2 separate regions of the Sus scrofa genome follow, and region 1 is linked to region 2. A link is a contact called in public HiChIP or PLAC-seq data. All regions are on one chromosome and are shown on one strand. The core of a region is the stretch at or near the end of the contact, and the rest is flanking DNA. Distances in the headings are between cores, read along the strand shown.

Region 1 (5,836 bases), core at 3,021-5,520, 35 kb after region 2:
AAGTGTGTAAAGAGCACTCATCTTATGTTCACTCCTGCGTACATTTGTGTATTTCCCTTTCTACAGTCTAAATCCTTTGCTGTATCCCACCATTCTGAATAAACATGGGTTAGTGTCTGTCCTGACCAAACTGAGCAGGAGGGAGGAGGTGTAACCCTGATGTGCTGCAGCAGACGCCTCAATCTGGAGAAACGCTCGGAGGAAGAGGACACAGTGCCATACGTCTGGGCCCTGCCCTTGGCATCGGTGGGCTCTGGGTGTGGCCAGGGGCCTACTGAGCTGGGGACACTGACACCCTGGGATTGTGTACCGTTTTGCTATAGGAAACAAACCCTAGGAAACCAGGCAGGCCTAGAGCTCATTCCTACCAGCTAATTAGAAGAAAAACACTGGGAGGAGCCAGCTCATCAGTTTGCTCAATGTCCTGGGGGAATCTGGCTACAGAAATGCCTCCAAGAGGGCGTCATGCTGGTTGCAGAGGACTCTGCTCAGCAAGGTGAGGTTGTCTGGCTGACTCCGAGCCCACGTTCAATTAATAAGGCTCAGCTGGGTGCTTTTTTTAGGTGGCTCTTCTCCAAATCAAAGACAGCAGGTAGGGCACCTGGTGCCCTCCGCCTGACAGGCTCAGATGCACAAACACTCCTGCAGGAAGAGTAGCTTTAGCAAGAACGTTCTCCAATAGTGCACCTGGCATCTGAACTGACGTAAACTAAGTAGCTCACAAGATTAACTAAAAGTTTATTCTACATCCATCTAGAAACTGCATTTCAAGGCAGTAAGATAAAACGGAGAAATGATCATAAGGATTCTATCAGTATTCACATGGAAGATTAACCATTTCCTTGGTATGTTTAAGTTGGATCCTTTTGGAAATTCTTCACCTCCAGAAGTTGCAACACAAGGAAGAATCTTGTTGCCATGAAGAAACTATTTCAATAAAGAAGTAATAGGGGGAGTTCCCACTGTGGTGCAGCAGAAACGAATCTGACTAGTATCCATGAGGACTGGCCTTGCTCAGTGGGTTAAGGATCCGGCATAGCCATGACCTGTGGTGTAGGTTGCAGACACAGCTCGGATCCCGTGTTGTTGTGGCTGTGGCATAGGGCAGCAGCTGTAAGCTCAGATTTGACCCCTAGCCAGGGAACTTCCAATATGCCGGGAGTGTGGCCTAAGAACCAAAAAAAAAAAAAAAAAGAAGAAGTAATAGGAATTCCTGCTGTGGCACAGTGGGATCAGCAGCATCTCTGGAGCACTGGGATGCAGGTTTGATCCTGGCCTGTCACAGTGGGTTAAGGATCCGGCATTGCCGCAGCTGTAGCATAGGTCACAACTGCAGCTCAGATCTGATCCCTGGCCCAGGAACTCCACGTGCCACAAGGCAGCCAAAAAACAAAAACAAAAACAAAAAGTAATAACTTGGGCTTCTAGAAATACGCATGAAAATGCTGTGCTAACCAAACAGAAACTCAGGTGCTAAGGGTGAATTGGGAAAAATACTAAGCTTTCTGAACCAAATCAATCCCTGAGTTCTTTTTCTTTAAATAGCTTTTTAAACAGGATGTACATTCATATGCAATCACATGCAGTTTAAAATGATTTATTTGACAAAACTTCTATGGTTTACATTTCAGCATTTCATCAGTTGCAAAAGTGAGGAAGTAAATCACGGACCTGGTATACTTTTGAAAATATCTGTTTCATAAAAATGTACATTCATAGTTTGAAATGAACATATTTTAAGAAAATTCAAGCATATATAATCATTGTTTAATCTCACAAAATATATTAATTTTGTTGGGAATATCTGGACTACAAAAGGGTCTTCAATTTACCAAAGGACCAACACTAAGCTATTTTCCTAAGCTGCAATAATTTTTTCCAGTCTCAAAAAGGGTTAGGATTCATGCTGTGCTCACACACAGCTGCCTCTGTGCCACCTTATGGATGAGCAGAGACACCAAAAGGGACAAGAAGAATTGAGACCGACTGTCAGGTGTCCCTCACGGAACACTCTGGAACAACAACTAGTCAGACTGACAACATTTAAATACGAGGGTCATTCCTTACTTGCACGCACCTCTTCGTTTTTTCCCCCCTTAAACACACGCATTCACACTGGAGGACATATTGTAATGGTGACTACTTGGTTATGAATCTTTCAAAGGGCTTGAGATCCGTTTAATTCTTTTCTGAAATGCGGGAATTCTCTCTTGGAGAAATCTTCTAGTGAAGAATTAAATATTTAACCTAGATCAATATGCTTGCATAATATACTAGGCAAAAGTTAAGTCTTCGTTCTCCATGTTTTGAGGATCTGAAAAATCGGTGGCTGCAGGCTTTATTTCACTTTTACTTTACACACCCCCTTTCCTGAAAGATGGAAGGCAGCACAGCTGGGCTTCAGCCTGAGAGGGTCAAGCCTTCGGTCCAACCCTACTACCTCTCCTTCCTAGATTCCCAGACAGCTGCATGTATATTTAAGTGATTCTCATGGCTAAGTAAAACATTCCAATTGATACTCCCAAGATTTTAAAGAGTTGTTGTTTTAAGACAAAATAATAAATGCAAATAATTAGAACCTAAAATGCAGTGCTAATTTTATTTCTATTTTTGATTAAAATAAAAACAAAACCTAGAAACACACAGTCCCAGGGCTTTCCCAAACCAACCAACAGTTCTTTGGCAATGTTAGAGTAATAGGACTGTCATGCTAATTCACATACTTTAAAAGATATCTAATTAAAGTGTTGAAATAGGAGGATAATTAGAATTGTGTGAGAGAAGTTCATTTGGAAAAAACTGTCGCATGTTAAACTTTGTAAATCCCAAACCATAAATGAACAATTTTCTCTCATAATAAATGGAAGTTACGTGGCATTTTTTTCCACTTATAAAAAGACAACTTCCACACAAACACATTTATAGAACGTAAACAGTAAGAGTATTATGCCAGAAAGTCCTAAAGTAATTTTAGTGTTAAGTTACGAGAACAGATTAATAGTCAACTGCTGTCCGGGTTTGATGGTGAAAAACAAAGGATACACAGAATAGCATTGTCCATTAAGTAAGTCTCTGAATGAGGGATTAATAGCCCTGTAATCAATCCAAGTAATCACCACTTGTCAACTCTAGATACAGAAAATTAACTCTAATTACAACTCTAATTACAGAACATTAAGAAAACCTTCAATTCTTATAATTCGGGCAGAAAAGTGAATACCCGGGAATTAGAGCTTTGACCAAATTTTGGGGGAAGAGTCATATCCGACAAATTAACTAGTTCTGTTAAGAGACAGCTATAAAAATACACATCACGAGAACTTCGAAATCCAGTTAAGAGTGGAGAAAAGCCTGTAACTTAATGTATCTGGAGAGCTTTGTAAACCCAAAGGTAGAAGCATCTTAAGTAAAGAGCATTTCGGCATTGGGGCGAGGTCCGACTTCCTAGTGTGGGGCAACCGTCTTCCGAAGGCGGCTGTGGCCAGGACACCTCTGTGCGGGTTCGGCGGTTACACCTGGTCCCGGAGGCGGGCCAGCCTCTGGGACAGTTCGTCCTGCTCCGCCGAGGCCACGCTCGTGCCCACGGAGCCGGTCTGGCCCTGCGGCAGCTCCATGTTGAGGTCGAGGCCGGCCTCGTCTGCCATTTCCTGCAGCAGCATATCCACCTGGCCCTGGGGAGTGGTCAGCGTCGTCGTGCTGCTCATCGTGTCCTCCATCTGCTGGGTCTGCACGTCCAGAGTCTCGAACTGGTGTTCGAACTTGTCCATCAGGGCGGAGATCTTCTCGAGATTCATGGTCTTCAACGTCGCGTCCATCGATTTAACCACACCGGCCATCGACTTGGTCACCTTGCCCATCGTCACGGCGGTCTGGACCCTGGCAGCCACCGCGTCCACCCGCGCACTCATTCTCAGGAAATTCACCGCCTGGTTCTTCTGGCGAATCGCGTTCTCGGCGTGTATCCTCGCAACTTCCATGTTGCCCTTCTGAATGGCCTTTTTAATCTTGGCCTTTTCGGCCTTTTCCTCCTTGTCGCATTTCTTGGCACTCCTGCCCAGTTCTTTGGCCGCGAACTTCAAGTTGAACAGGTGTTTCTCCATGTTGGACATGGTCGGACGGCTCCTTGGGGTCCGCTGCCAGGGCTAGGTGGACGCAGCAGGAGGCAAAAGGAGGGAGTCCGCTCCTAGCCGCCGCTCCTTTGTTTTGGTCGCACTTCCTGCTTCTGCCGAGCGCGGCGCCGGCGGTGACGTCATCGCTGGGCGCGCCCTGGGCGCTCAGGCCGGGGGTGGGGCCAGGGCGGGGCTCCCCGGCTCGGGGGACGCACGACGCACGGGCTAGGGGCGGGGCTCGCGGGACGCGAGGTCCGAGGCGGAGCTCCCGGGCCGGGGGCGGGGCTCCCGGGCCCGGACCGCTCAGACCTGGGTCCCCCTGGCCGGATGCTGAGGTTCAGAGAGCGTTGCGTGTTGTCTGCCCCCCACAGTTGTTAAAAGCACTAAAGTAAATTCATAGAAATGCGTGTCCATATGCTTTCTTAGGCATGGACAGGGCTGTCCGGACCTGCACGTAAAAAATGTTCAAATCTGGTGGCCTCAGTGTCCGGCCAGGCTGGAAATCAGGAAGCTATCTCGAGTAGGCAGACCACAGCCTTTTCCATCTGCTCCTGCAACCTCCAATTCCTCAGGGGAACGTGGGCCGTTACCAGTTAAAAGTACAAAACAACGAAAGCTGTAGCACTGACCCGCATCCTGGTGTTGGAGGACAATCTGGCTGCAACCTGTGACATCCTTTTACTGCGGTGGGTGATAACACCTTCCAGGCCTTGGACCACCTCACCTAGGACATGGCTGAAGGTCAGTCTGTAGGCGAGTTACCAGCAACTACCATCCCAGAATCCTTCTGAGGTTTAATAATAAAAGATCCAGCTTTTGCTGACATGATTCTACCTATTTGATATTTTATAAATATCCAAGACACGTCACTCACATTTCACTTTGACAGGCCAAATTGTCATTTTAAATTTATGCAGGCAGAGGATGGTGAAGTACTGGAACCCATACCCACTGGTATAGATCAGAACCATCACCCTTCAGAAGTGCAGGCTTTCAGATGGCAGTGACATGTGGTGTGGCTCTTTTCTTTTAGAAAGATTCCCCCACCATCACCTCCACAATAACAACCTATAAAGGCCCAACCTACCCTAAGGAGCCAAGTGGCAGGTGAATTCTGAGTCATTCTGTCTGAGACAGTTTTAATCCGGAGTCTCAGTATCCCTGGGGGCCTCCTGTGATGTCTGCCAAGGGTGCTGTGGTCCCATGCATTTTCCTAATGCTCAGCTCTGGTTATGTCACACTCTTGCTCCAAAACCTGAGCAGCAAGGCACACAGCGCACACAGTCCCCACCCTCCCAATCAAGCCAGAATGAAGCGCCATTTGTGTCAGTGGGTCGGTGGGTGTGGACGAGATGGGATGGTCCTTGCCGCCTGGGCTTCCCCCTCCCCTCTCCCCCCAACCTTGTCTCTGCCTGTTGAGATCCCCCCTCAAAGCTGCCTTCTCCAGGACCCCTCTGCCTCCCTGCACACTGCACCTCCTCACAGCACACTGGGCAGGCCTCCTGGCACTGGGGCCTTGGGTGCCTGTTATACTATGGACCACGCGAGGTGCCGAGTCAATCAATGTTCCCAGTGCCCAGACGTCCACGGGGGGGAGGGGGCCTCCCCACTCCTTCCCAGTTCTCTCTGCAATAAAGAGCCATCTGATTCAGAAAACAGCAATGGCAGATTTTGGACTTTCCCAACAAAGGAAGCAACATGAAAGCAGGAGGGGGCAGCCCGAGTGT
Region 2 (5,933 bases), core at 154-2,653:
TCTAGGCTCAACCAGATTTCCTTTTTTCCTTTTCTTTCTCTGTGAAGTGTGGTGACGCTTACCTCCTATTCTATCACTTCATTGTTTATAGAGTCTGGTTGTGCCAGTTTGGGTCATGTTAAAATTGTTCATCTGGGTGTGTTTGGAATTATTACAATATTCTTAATAATAATAATTACCATTTACTGCTTACTTACATGTCCCAGGCACTTTGCTGATTGCTTTCTACCTGATTTCTCGTTTTACATCTCAGTACAGTCACCGTACTCATAGATTTGAAAAACAGACCGGAATTGGTTGTAGAGAAGATTTTGTGAATTGCTAGTCAGAGCTTCGGTTTACTTTTTTTTTTTTTTTTTTTTGGCTTTTGTAGGGCTGTACCTGCAGCATATGGATGTTCCCAGGCTAGGGGTCAAATCAGAGCTATAGCTACCAGCCTACACCACAGCCACAGCAACGTGGGATCCTAGCCCTGTCTGCGACCTACCACAGCTCACAGCAACACCAGATCCTTGACCCACTGAGTGAGGCCAGGGATGGAACCCGCAACCTCATGGTCCTAGCCGGATTCGTTTCCACTGCGCCACAACGGGATCTCCCTTACTTTTTTAACATGGCGATTCTTACTGCTAATTTATTTACAGTATTAATTTGAGGATTACTTGAAGTAATAACGTGAAAGTATATTGAAAAATGGAACATCTCATGCAACACTGTTATAAAAAAATTAAATAAAACCCCAGTCACTGTGATCTTATTTATTCCACACTTGTCTCTTTTTAAGCTGAAAAATAGTTGACTTACAATGTTGTGTTACTTTTAGGTGTACAGCAAAGTGATTCAGTTATACATACATATTCTTTTTGGGATTCTTTTCCCATATAAATTATTAGAAAATATTGACTATATACGGCAGGTCCTTGTTTATCTATTTTATATGTAGCAGTGTGTATGTGTTAATTCCAAACTCCTAATTTATCTCTCCCCTCCCTTTCACTTTGGTGACCATGTTTTCTATGTCTGTGGGTCTATTTCTGTTTTGTGTATAAGTTCATTTCTATCATATTTTTTTTTCTTTTGAAGGCGCTGTACGTGTCCCTACAGACGAGGATGAAAGCAACCCGAGGCCAGCGGGCCCAGAGAGTGCGCAGCCGCACAACAACCCTGGGCATGTGCCCCTTGTCTCGGCTCCTGGCCAATCGCTGGCCCCGGAGGCCAGCTTCTGGCCTCGCCCATCTCCCTGCCCCCGCGCCCAATGACGCCCCGCCCCATGCTCCGCCCCGCTCCGCCCCATGCTCCGCCTCGCCCCGCCCGGCGTCAAGTCCATCGCCCTGCCCCGCCCATCGCCCCGCCCCATCCCCCTCCTAGGCACTGTTCGTCGCCCCGCCCCTTCCCCTCCCCGCACCCCGCTCTACCGCGTTACCCCGCCCCGCCCCATGCTCTGCCCATTGCTCCGCCCAGTCCCACGTGCGTGCCGCGAACCGGACGCGCGCCGAGCGGAGGGTCTGTCTGCTGGGAAGTTTGGGAGGCCTTGGGGTGCAGTTGAGGCGCAGGTGCGGGCGCGGGTCCGTGCGGGCGAGCACAGAGATCCCGCCGCCTGCTCTCTCGCCGTGGGACCCGGCGCCCCGAGCCCGGCGGTAGGTGGGATCCGGCCGCCCAAGCCGTGTCTACGGCCTGCGTCCGCCGGGTGCAGGTGTTGCTGCTTTTCTTGGACCTCTTCTCGGCCCTGCTGCTGCAGCCTAGTGTGGGCGCATACGTTTACTGTTGGAAGCTCCGTGTGCTGCAAATTATACATATATGCTGCAACATTACGGTGACCTGAGGCCTGTGTATTAAATCACCGGGGCCTTTCCCTTCCTAGTTTACTGATGTAGTTTAAAGTTTAAGGTGGAAAACTTTAATATGCAAACAGCTATTGAGGACATTGTGGTAATAATGAATTTAACATGGAGGGCAAGAATTTTAGATGTTCATTGATAGCTTTGAAGTTAAAAATCAGTCAGTGGAGGAAATATTTTGCTCCCAGTGGTGGACTGCAGCTACGGTCTCACGTGTTGGACAGTTCTCTGTCATTTAAGTGTTTTCTATGTAAATATTTATATTATAAAAGAGCAGTTCTTGACAAAGAACATAATGTCGGCTCTTTTTACTTTGTGGTTCTCTGCCTCCTTCTTTACGTTGGAGTTGCTCAAGGTCCTTCCTTCTCTGCTTGCCCTCTAGGATGAGATAGTAAGTAGACAGAATGAAAGATTATTCAGCCACAGAGCACGTTTTCTGTTTTATTTCAGCTAAAGGCACTCTGATTTGGGGGAGCAAGCCAATTTAGAGCCTTCATACCGGCTCATCTACAGGTTGCATTTTTTAAAAGGTGAGAAAATGACTCTGATAACCTCTTAATTCCAGGCTCTGGAGACTTCTTTCTTTTTTGGCTGCTGCAAGCGATAGTTTGCTGGGGATCTGAGGTCCCTGGGCTGCAGGGGTTAGAGCATCAAGTCCTAACTGCTAGACATCAGGGAACGCCCTTCCTTTTTTATTTAAATATAAGAAAAGTGTATTTAAATCTAAAAGTAAGCCCTTCCTATAGGACATTGTTAGCTTATAGAGTCTTCTCTGTGCATATGTTGGTGTTTCTTCATTAAAAAAAAAAGGGCCAAACCTTCTTAACATGAAATTTACCATTTTAAAGTGTACAGTTCAGTGGCATTCAGTGCATTCACATTGTTCTGCAGCCTGCACCACCATTTGCAGAACTTTTTCCTCTTTCCAAACTGAAACTCCATATCCATTAAATAATAATTCTGGAGTTCCCGTCATGGCTCAGGGGAAATGAATCTAACTAGTATCCATGAGGATGCAGATTCCATCCCTGGCCTTGCTCAGTGGGTTAAGGATCTGGCATTGCCCTGAGCTGTGATATAGGTCGCAGACATGGCTTGGATCCCATGTTGCTGTGGCTGTGGTGTAGGCTGGCGGCTACAGCTCCAATTGGACCCCTAGCCTAGGAACTTCAATATGTGGTGGGTGAGGCCCTAAAAAGCAAAATAATAATAATAATAATTCTGCCTCTCAACCCCTCAACCCCCCAGGCCTGGGTGTCCATAGTCCTACTTCTGTACCTATGGATTTGCTATCCTAGGTCTCTCATATATGTGGAATTGTATAGTGTTTGTCCTTCTGTGTCTGGCTTATTTAGCATAATGTCCACGTTCATCCAAACTCTAGTCTGTGTCAGAATTTCATTACTTTACATTTAAAACATTTTTAAAAATTGTGGTCAACTATGCTTAAAACTTCACATCTTGCCAATTTTTAAAATACCATATTTTTTTTTTGTCTTTTTGTCTTTTTTTAGGGCCGCACCCGCAGAATATGGAGGCTCCCAGGCTAGGGGTCTAATTGGAGCTGTTGCTGCTGGCCTACACCACAACCACAGCAACGTGGGATCCAAGCTGCATCTGTGACCTACAATACAAAAAATACTATTTTTTAAGAGCAGTTTTAGGTTCACAGCAAAACAGCATGAATTTCAAAGATTTCCCACATAACCCTTGCACCCACAGAGCACAGCGCCCCCCCCATCAACATCCTCCACCAGGCGATGTTACACTTGATGACCCTGTGTTGATGCATAATAATCACCCAAAGTCCATAGTTTATATTTTAGGTGCACTCCTGGTGTTTATGTTTGGGGCAGGGGTTCTAACCCTGTGTAATGATGCTCTCCACTCGTCATAGTATCATACAGAGTATTTTCACTGCCCTCAAAACCTCCTGTGCTCCTCCTGGTCATCCGACCTCTCCTCCCCAACCTCTAACAACCACTCATCTTTTTACCTTTTCCAGAATATAGAATTCATAACATTAAAAAAGGTTCACAGTATTTAGCCTTTCAGACTGGCTTCTTTCACTAATACTATGCATTTAAGGTTCTTCTCATGTCTCTTCATGGCTTGATAGCGCATTTCCTTTTAGTGCTAAGTAATATTCCACTGTCAGGAGGACCTACAGTTTATCCATTCACCTACCAAAGGACATCTTGGTTGCTTTCACGTTTTGGCAATTATGAATCAAGCTGCTATAAACATCTGTGTGCAGGTTTTTTTTAAAATTCATTGACAGCGTATAGTTGATTTACAATGTGTTAATTTCTGCTGTACAGCAAAATGACTCAGTTATATATATTCTTTTGCATTATGGTTTATCACAGGGTTGTGTGCAGGTTTTTGGGTAGATGTAAATTTTCAGCTCCTTTGGGTAAATGCCAAGGAACCGTACTGCTGGATTGTATGGAAGGAGTATACTTAGTTTTGCAAGAAGCCTCCAAACTGTCTTCCAAAATAACTGCTCCATTTTGCATTCCCACCAGCCACGTATGAGAGTTCCTGTTGCTCCACATCCTCACCTGCCTTTGGTGGTGTTAGTGTCTGGATTTTGGCTCTTCTAACAGGTGTGCAGATTATCTTGTTTTAATTTCCGTTTTCCTGATGACAGTGATGTGGACCATCCTGTCATGCGCTTCTTTGCTGATATGCTTGTTTGAGGAGGTGTCTGTTAAGGGCTTTGGCTCATTTTCAATTGAATTTTAATTCTTAAATTAGAATTTTTTCCCCAGAGATGTTGAGGTATAATCAATGAATAAAGTTTTATATATTGGAGTTCCTGTTGTGGTGCAGCAGAAACAAATCCAACTAGGAACCGTGAGGTTGTGGGTTCGATCCCTGGCCTCGCTCAGTGGGTTAAGGATCTGGAGTTGCCATGAGCTGTGGTGTGGATCAAAGACGCAGCTCACATCTGGCGTTGCTGTGGCCGTGGTGTACAGTAGCAGCTGCAGCTCTGATTGGACCCCTAGCCTGGGAACCTCCATATGCTGTGGGTGTGGCCTTAAAAAGCAAAAAAAAAAAAAAAAGAATTGTATATTGAAAATGTGTAAGATGATGCTTTGATATACGTGTACATTGTGACATGGTTACAAGTAAGCTAATTAACATATCTTTTTTTTTTTTTTTTTTTTTGTCTTTTTGCCATTTCTTGGTTGCTCCAGCGGCATATGGAGGTTCCCAGGCTAGGGGTCAAATCGGAGCTGTAGCCGCCGGCCTACGCCAGAGCCACAGCAATGCAAGATCCGAGCCACGTCTGCGACCTACATCACAGCTCACGGCAACGCTAGATCCTTAACCCACTGAGCAAGGCCAGGGATCGAACCCGCAACCTCATGGTTCCTAGTTGGATTCGTTAACCACTGCACCACGACGGGAACTCCTAATTAACATATCTTGCTTCACATAGTTACAAAGTTACCTTTTATGTGATGAGGACACCTAAGACCTGCTGCCTTGCTTTTGTCCATTTTTTAATCAGGTTGTTTGTTTTCTTAGCTTTTTTCCCCTCTTACTGAGTTTTAAGAGTTCTTTGCATATGTCGGATACCAGTCCTTTATTAGCTGTGTCTTATGCAGATATTTTTCTTTTCCTTAGAACCCTCTTACCCATTTCTAAGTGTATGTTTCAGTGATGTTGAGCATATTCATGCTGTTGTGCAGTCAGTCTCTAGATCTTTTCCATCTTGCAAAGCAGAAACTGTCCCCTTAAAGAAGCAGCTGTCCCCCAGCCCCTGGCAACCACCGTGCCCTTTCTATCTCTATGAACCTGACTACTGTTGCTTATTTCACTGAGCATAATGTCCTCAAGGTTCATCCATGCATGGCCTGGGGCAGCTTCTTTCCTATTTTAAGGGCTGAATAATAGCCCATTGCCCTCAGGTGTTTCCATCACATTTTGTTTACCCTTTGTTCATCCGTCAATGGACACTTGGTTGCCTCCCCCTTTTGGCTGTTGTGAATCGTGCTGCTGTGGACTTGGGTGTTGCAGATAACGTCTTTGAGGTCCTGCTTTCAGTATGTTTGGGTACGTTTGGGTATGTACCCAAAAGTGGGA

Evidence for each region. HiChIP or PLAC-seq counts read pairs in DNA pulled down with a chosen protein or histone mark.
Region 1: a contact with region 2 is called in an H3K27ac HiChIP or PLAC-seq map of alveolar macrophages. The contact joins the promoter of CHMP1B here to the promoter of MPPE1 in region 2. A contact is called at or near these places in 6 of 47 Hi-C or Micro-C datasets (blood, heart right ventricle, liver and 1 more) and 1 of 2 datasets of contacts at active chromatin or transcription factors (alveolar macrophages).

What each region holds. Positions count from the first base shown.
Region 1 is chr6:97,355,343-97,361,178 of Sscrofa11.1, forward strand. CHMP1B (charged multivesicular body protein 1b) reads right to left here and starts at 4,271. Exons shown (of 1, transcript XM_005674542.3): 1 at 1,582-4,271. The coding sequence starts at 4,109. The coding sequence ends at 3,510. All of the region lies in intron 5 of GNAL (guanine nucleotide-binding protein G(olf) subunit alpha), which reads right to left.
Region 2 is chr6:97,323,249-97,329,181 of Sscrofa11.1, forward strand. It overlaps MPPE1 (metallophosphoesterase 1), which reads left to right and starts at 1,404. Exons shown (of 10, transcript XM_013988815.2): 1 at 1,404-1,637. The coding sequence starts at 1,437.